Linked DNA regions of Sus scrofa: region 2 is linked to region 1. The links are chromatin contacts, called in public HiChIP or PLAC-seq maps. All regions are on one chromosome and are shown on one strand. The core of a region is the stretch at or near the end of the contact, and the rest is flanking DNA. Distances in the headings are between cores, read along the strand shown.

What was found. HiChIP or PLAC-seq counts read pairs in DNA pulled down with a chosen protein or histone mark.
Region 2: a contact with region 1 is called in an H3K27ac HiChIP or PLAC-seq map of skeletal muscle. The contact joins the promoter of CTSB here to the promoter of NEIL2 in region 1. A contact is called at or near these places in 1 of 47 Hi-C or Micro-C datasets (embryonic fibroblasts) and 1 of 2 datasets of contacts at active chromatin or transcription factors (skeletal muscle).

What each region holds. Positions count from the first base shown.
Region 1 is chr14:14,943,355-14,947,099 of Sscrofa11.1, forward strand. It overlaps NEIL2 (endonuclease 8-like 2), which reads left to right and starts at 1,775. Exons shown (of 5, transcript XM_003359058.4): 1 at 1,775-1,930.
Region 2 is chr14:15,032,933-15,036,677 of Sscrofa11.1, forward strand. CTSB (cathepsin B) reads right to left here and starts at 1,819. Exons shown (of 10, transcript NM_001097458.1): 1 at 1,745-1,819.

The sequences.
Region 1 (3,745 bases), core at 525-3,024:
AGACACAGGAAGCCCCCTCCATGTAGTTCAGGACCCCAAGCTCTTGGCAGTTTGATTCCTCACCACATCCTATTGCTTCTCTCCTTCACTTCCTTTCTTGCTGTCTTTGGAGTGGCTGAATTTGAATTGATTTTCATGTGCATTATAACTTGAACCCTGGAGAAGTCAAGGGCACACAGGTAGAGGGAGGAACTGACTCCATGACCCCTTAGAAAACTGGGCATTGACCCCCCATAGTGTGGAGGCCCAGGCTCCTGTGGGCTTTGGGGTTGCCCCTAGGCTGGGAGGCCACTAATAATAACTAAAACACATTGAGCTATTGCTTTATGCCAGGCCCAGCACCGAGATTCATGTGAAGCATCTCAGTAAATCCCACCACAGCCTAGTCATGTGGTCCTTTCATTCCATTTTATAGATGAAGAAACTGAGGTACAGAAAAGTTACTTGCCCAAGGTCTGCCTCCTGAGTGGGAGGATTTGGACCCCGATAGTCCAATGCAGGAACAATGCTCTTTGCTGCTCTTCTGTCGAGTTGCTCTTCTGGGAGTTTGCCATTTTCCACGCAGATTCAGCAACTTTATTGTCATAGAGTGGTGACTACATGCATTTGCATAGCACTTTATAGTTTATGGGTTTCATTATCTAATATCTAATTTAACCACTCATTCAAAGAGTAATTATTAAGTGCTCACCAACTGCCAAGTACAGTGCCCCAAGTCCTTGCTGTCCCACCTGTGTCCCTGGACCACCAGCAGCCACAGCATCTCCTGGGAGCTTGTTGAAAAGGAAAATCTTGGGCCCTCTACACACCAGAGTCAGAATCTGCATTTAAACACGATTAAGGAGTTCTCATTGTGGCTCAGCAGGTTAAGAACCTGACACAGTATCCATGAAGATTCAGGTTCGATCCCTGGCCTCAAACAGTGGGTTAAGGATCCGGCGTTGCCACAAGCTGCAGTATAGGTTGCAGATATGGTTGTGGCAGAGACCAGCAGCTGTAGCTCCAACTTGACCCCTGGCCAGGGAACTTTCATATGCGGTAGGTGCAGCCCTAAAAAGAAAAACAAAACAAAAAAACAAACAAAAAAGACTCCCAGGTGATTCATATGCACATTAAAGTTTGAGAATCCCTGCTTTGTAATATTTCCATAATAACACGATGAAGTTTAATATCGATTTTTTTTTTTTTTTTTGGCAGCACCCAGGACATGCAGAAGTTCCCGGTTAGGAATAGAACCAGGGCCCCAACTGCCTCAGCAGCGACAATGCCAGGTCCTTACACCGCTGAGCCACCAGGCAATTCCCCAAATATTGCTTTTAAAACAAAATTTGTTTACGGTAAAAATTTAAATAATAATATTCAAATAATATAAAATTAAAAAAAAAAAACCCACCCTTGAAAAACTTTACGAAAATTTCTTGACAACTTGTTTCCTTTTCACAATTACCTCGCTAGGATTGGAGGCCCGGCAAAACCAACCAAAAGGCTTCCCTTTGCCTGACCACCCAAAGTGGTCTTGTTTAACTTAATTTTCTCTATAGCAGTCTATCTTCGTATAAGACAATGACCTTTCCAAGGGCGGTTTGTTTCTTCCCTACGTCTGCTCAGACACACTCCCCAACCTCGGCAACTGCCCAGCATCCAGCGACCCCCTTAGGGCAGGAACGGCCCACCTCGCCCCGCCCTCACCACCACTCCCTGTCCCCACCAGGACAGAGCCCCCTCCTCGCCTGGGGGCGGAGCCCCTATATGCCCCACCCCGAGGGAGGAACCTCGAGTTACGCACGCCCCACCTCCGGATGGAGCCCCGCTCCCTTCCAATAAAGCCCCGTGCCCACTCCCGGGGGCGGAGCCTGCGCTCAAGCTGGGCGCCGGGTCCTCTGCAGGCCTCACGGTTGCTGGGGTCCAAGGGTCCACGGCCCAGGAGCCGGTGAGTCCTGCTGCGAGCTCCCACGCGGCGTCGCGCTACCTACGCTGGTGGGTAGGGAGCGGTGCGGCGCGTCCTCGGCGGTGACGGGTCCCCCGCCGGAAATGCAGGGCTTTCCCAAGCTTTACCCTCGTCACTTTATTACCGGCGTGAAAACTCAGTTACCGAACCTTTTAGAAGCGTCTTTTATGGAAACCTGAATTTATCTTTCTTTTTGGCTGTTAACTACTTTTTAGCATTTCTGCCCCTGAGCAATCCGGGTTCTGCAACCAGCCCGCCCCGCACCCTGGGAAGATGCTTTTAGACCCTCCCCAGACAGTGAATGATGTCCTGAGAAAAGGGGACGCCCGCTCCTCTCCTTTTAGCGCGGTCGCTAGGCAGCCCCTTAATTAGCCTCTTGCGGTTAACCGCTGGGGGGAGGGGCTCGAAGGTAGCGGGGTGACCTTATCGAATCTGTGCCCCTTACGGTTCGGATATTTTAAGGATTCGGTAGAGGCAGTTCCCTGCCCAGTTTTCCATCTCCATGAATAAACCTAAAAGAAACATGCCCTTGTGTCAAAAGGTTTTTAAGGATCAGAACTATTCCAGAAGCTTCCTCGGTTGGAGAGGACCAGCGCACATTGCTGGTTGAGGTTCAGCTTAGCCGCAGTGTGGCCAATCTCCCTATAGCCCTGAAGTTTGGTTAGTAGGGTCTCTCCAGGGTCTTGAAGATGTGAAATAGCACATTTAGCGAGGCTAGGGCACCATCAAATTAAAAATATGTATTATAGGATGTGCTGCTAATCAAACTATGAGAAACCATGGATTGTAAGAGGCACCCCCCCTTTGAGAGATTTTTTAAATGCTTTCAAGAATTGATGAAATGCAGGTAGCTACCACCATGCCAGGAAACTGATTAGTTCTTTGGGTTTCCATGATAACTTGCAGTCTTTTGCAGGTGGATAAATAGGTAAGGGTGGGGGGATGCCTTCCCTGTCCTAGAAGCTAGGGGCAGACCACTCAGACTGCCTCATATATGAGCTCCCAGTGAACTTGGATGATTTGGGGCGGGGAGAGATGAGAGTCACAGATACCCTTACATCAGATTAAAATGGAAGCCCAGCTGTTTCTCAGTTATTTCTTTCTCTATTTTTTTCTTTTTACAGCTGCACCTGCAGCACATGGAAGTTCCCAGGCCAAGGGTGGATTGGGAGCTGTAGCTGGGAGCTTTACAGCTGGAGCCTTCACCGGATCTGTGGCCTATGCTGCAGCTTGGGGCAGTGCCAGATCCTTAACCCACTGAGTGAAACCAGGGATCAAACCTACATCCTCACAGAGACAACCTCTGGTCCTTAACCTGCTGATCCACAACGGGAACTCCCAGGGATAGTTTGCTATAGTTAAGCTGGATGTGGCCTCTCCCTGTTCTGACCAGACATGATCTTGGACTGCACTTGCTGTGATTCTGAGCTCTGCATTGTCATCACAGACACTGCAGTCCCTCTAGTGGGGTGGTCCTGGTGGGGCTGGATCCACATCTTTGTCAGTGTGCCTTTAAATCCTTCTCTCCTGAAAGCAGGAGATAAAGCAGCATCTGTGGGCTGGAATGATTGTTTGGGGGAGGCAGAAGGAAGAGGATAGAAAAAACCTGGAGATGGAGTTCCCATCGTGGCGCAGTGGTTAAGGAATCCAACTAGGAACCAGGTCCCTGGCCTTTCTCAGTGGGTTAAGGACCCGATGTTGCCGTGAGCTGTGGTGTAGGTTGCAGATGCGGCTCAGATCCCACGTTGCTGTGGCTCTGGCATAGGCCGGTGTCTACAGCTCTGATTCGACCCCTAG
Region 2 (3,745 bases), core at 569-3,068, 90 kb after region 1:
CCACAACTCATCCCCACATTTAAGAAAACCACCCAAGAGATGTTCCAGGATTCACCTGAAAGTGATCTTCTTTCACTTCTCAACCCAAATGCCCATGGTAACACAAGATCTCTCTTAGCCCTAAACTGTGTGTGACTTCCTACTCCAACTCCCAGGGCTAGTAGCCAGGGAAAGGGCCAGTCTACAAGGAGGACCTCAGTTCAAGCTGGTGAATCAGCAGGAGGCAGGTGTTCCTGGAGCCTAAGGGCTTCTACCCTCACCACCTGACCAGTTCAGAAACAGGGCTGTCCTGACCCAGCATCATGGGAGGTACGTGGAGCCAGGGCTATGTCTGGCCGGCACTGCCCCTGGGCCTGTGAAGCCCCCAGGTAAGGGATCTGCACCTTTCCACTCAGCAGCACCCCAGCTCTGGGACCAATGCCCCCAATAGGTTGGGGCGAATCCTTTCGCCAGATGCCTTCAACTCTTTGAGAAAGTCACACAGAGTGAAGGCAGCCCAGCCCCTGATCTCTACAGAGCTTAAAGGCACTAGGTCACCATCACCAGCGCCAACAGGAAACAATTCTCCATGAAGTTAAGGATGTCAGGGAGAAAAGGAAAGTAGCCTTTACCGAACCAGACATCCTTCTAAGGCTCTTCCTCTTAGGGCTCTGCATCCATAGATTCAACTGAGGTGAACGCCCTTCAGCTGCATTCCCCTCTAGTGGAGACAGCTGAGGATCAGGCTTTCCAAAGGTCTCCCTTTGAACACCCCACCCCCACCCCCGCCCCCGCGTATGAGTTACTGTCCTCCCCACACCAGCCAACCGGCCTCCTCAGTCCCTGGGGACGGGATTGGGGCCCATTACGCAAGCAAATCCAACTCACGTCTACCTGGACAGCCCGCTGACTCCCCAAACTCAGCCACCCTAAGACGCTCCTTCTCCCAGGCTTCCAGGGTCATTAAGTGAGGGAGGAGGCGATGCCCAAGGACTCTGCCCTGCCTTCCCCTCCCCCACAGCACCATGGGCCCAAGCGGATTTCCCTTCCCTAGCAGTCCAGGAACAGAGTCTGCACCCCTCTCCCCTCCACTCCCCCAGGGTCCCGGGCCCTACAGTCTCCTGTCCCCCCCCCCCGCCCCAGTTTCTCCTCCCACCCAAGGATTTAACTCTTCCGGTGGGTCCCACCCTGCCCCACCCAGGGCCAGGTTCCAGCTTCCCAATTTCTGTCTTCTGGGGACCCTGGAACCGTGTGTAGTTGTGCAAACAAGCTGCCCGGGGAAAACCCTTTTGGAAAAAGAAAACATCTAAAGCGGACGCAGGCAAATAATATCCACTCAGCAATTTGCTGAGGAAACTGAGGCCCAGCAGCTCACAAGCGGCTCCCGGGGTGCAGCCGAAAGTCAGTGGGTCGGGGCTGAGCTTTTCCTCGCAGGCTCCTCCCTCGGGCTCCCCCGCAAACTGCCCAGCCCCGCCGTACTGCCCCACCCCACCCCTCACCCCGGCCCGACACCGCGGTCAGGCCGGCCCGGGGTCCGAACACAGCCGGAGCTGGGGTGGGGTCCGGCCGCATGCGTGGGGGTTGTTTTTGCTCTTCTCACCAGAGCCACGACCGGGAGTGCGCGGGGGCCGCCCAGCTCGCCTCTCCGTTTCCGCCGGCCCTGGGACACCGCCGGGGCCCGGCAGAGGTACAAGCCAGCCGGTCTCCCCATCCCTCTGCCCCAGGTCACTTCCGCCGGGGGGGCACCGCATCCGTACGCACTCACCGCGCTCCGCCGCCGCCGCCGCCGAGGGCCTAGGTCTGCAGCCTCCGAGCGCTCGGGCAGGTTCTGACGCCCGAACAGCCAGCCGCCTTAGCTTCCCAGAGCCGCCCCCGCGCTAAGTACCGCACCAGGCCCCGCCCGCGCCCTCCTCCGCCTGACTCGCCACGTGACCAGGGCAGCTGGCGCCGCGCCCCGCCCCCACCGGGTCCCCAGCAGCCTGGGAAGGGCTCAGAACCTTCCTCATCCGCCTGTACCCCTCAGTGCCCCAAGTTCTGCGTTCTGCGAGCGGAAGGGCACGCGAGGTGGGCCTGAGAGGGAGAGGGTCACCCCTCCTGGAGAAATTCCCTGGGGCCGAGGGGGTCTGGGCCCAGCGCAGCAGAGGACACGGATCCCTGCTTGGGACAGCTGTTCCTTATTTCATTCATTCAGAAACCACTGCCACAGATGGGGGTGTCATGACAGCAGGCCTCCCAGAAGAGCCTTAAAAGGCTGTTAGCTTGAATGTGCCTATCAGATGTTCTAGATATGTAAGAATTTTTAAGCGGTAGCTAAAACTAAATATAGAACTACCATATCCAGCAATCCCACTCCTGGGCCTGTATCCAGAAAACCATCCTAAAGATACCATGCACCCCAGTGTTCACTGGAGCACTATTTACAATAGCCAAGACATGGAAGTAACCTGAATGTCTATGAATAGAGGATTGGCTAAAGAAGACATAGTGTGGGAGTTCCCGCTGTGGTGCAGTGGGTTAAGAATCTGACTGCAGTAGCTTGGGTCCTTCTGGAGGTACGGCTTTGATCCCAGCCCAGCACAGTGGGTAAAGGATCCAGGGCTGATGCAGCTGCAGCTCGGATTCAGTCCCTGGCCTGGAACTTACATATACCGCAGATGCAGCTGTGGGCGAAAAAAAGATGTGATACATATATGCAATGGACTATTACTCAGCCATTAAAAAAAAAAAAGAATGAAAAATGCCATTTGCAGCAACATGGATGGGCCTAGAAATGACCATACTAAGTGAAGTCAGAGAAAGAAATATATGAGATCACTAATATGTGGAATCTAATAAAAAATGATACAAAAGAACTTACAAAACAATTTGCTTTGAAAATCTTGAGTCTCTGATTACCAAAGGAGAGGTGGGGGGGGATAAAATAGGAAATTGGGATTGACATATATGCATTACTGTGTATAAAATAGAAAGGTGACAAGGACATACTTTATAGCAGAGGGATATCTACACAATACTGTATAGAGATATATGGGAAAAGAATCTGTGAATTTTTTCTTTTTAGGGCTGCCCTTGCAGCATATGGACATTCCCAGGCTAGCGGTCTAATGGGAGCCGCAGCTGCCCTGCCCACCTATGCCACAGGTTCAAGCTGTGTCCCTGATCCATGCCACAGCTCAAGGCAGAGGCCGGATCCTTAACCCATTGAGTGGGGCCAGGGCTTGGACTCGCATCGTCAAGGATACTGGTCAGGTTCCGTACCACTGAGCCACAACAGGAACTCCTGGGAAAATCTCAAAAGGAATGTATATGTGTATATGTATAACTGATTTACTTTGCTGTATACCTGAAACACAACTTTGGAAGTCAACATACTCCAATACGTTTTTTTAAAGGAGCAGATCAAAAAAATGAAATAAGAAATAGAAAGTTATTTAATTACCACTAATTTCAACAGCTGGTAGGAATTTCTATAGAGAAGGGCCTGAGAGGCAGAAATCTGAAATGGTGGTGCCAGGAGGTCTGTCCTGAAGAAGATGTACACAGCAAGCACACACTGTTGGAGTTTACTTGAGAGTGGGGGCAAGAGGAGTGCCTGTAAAGGGTGATGGAGATGGTTGGGGTGGTGGTGGCTCAAGACCCACCCCACTCCATGAATCCCCAGATGTTTCCAATACTCATGAAAATCTTGCAAGGTAGGTATGATCCTAGTTTTATTCCAGGGGCTCAGGAACGTCTGGCAATTTACCCTGGTGCTCCTGGTAATAAG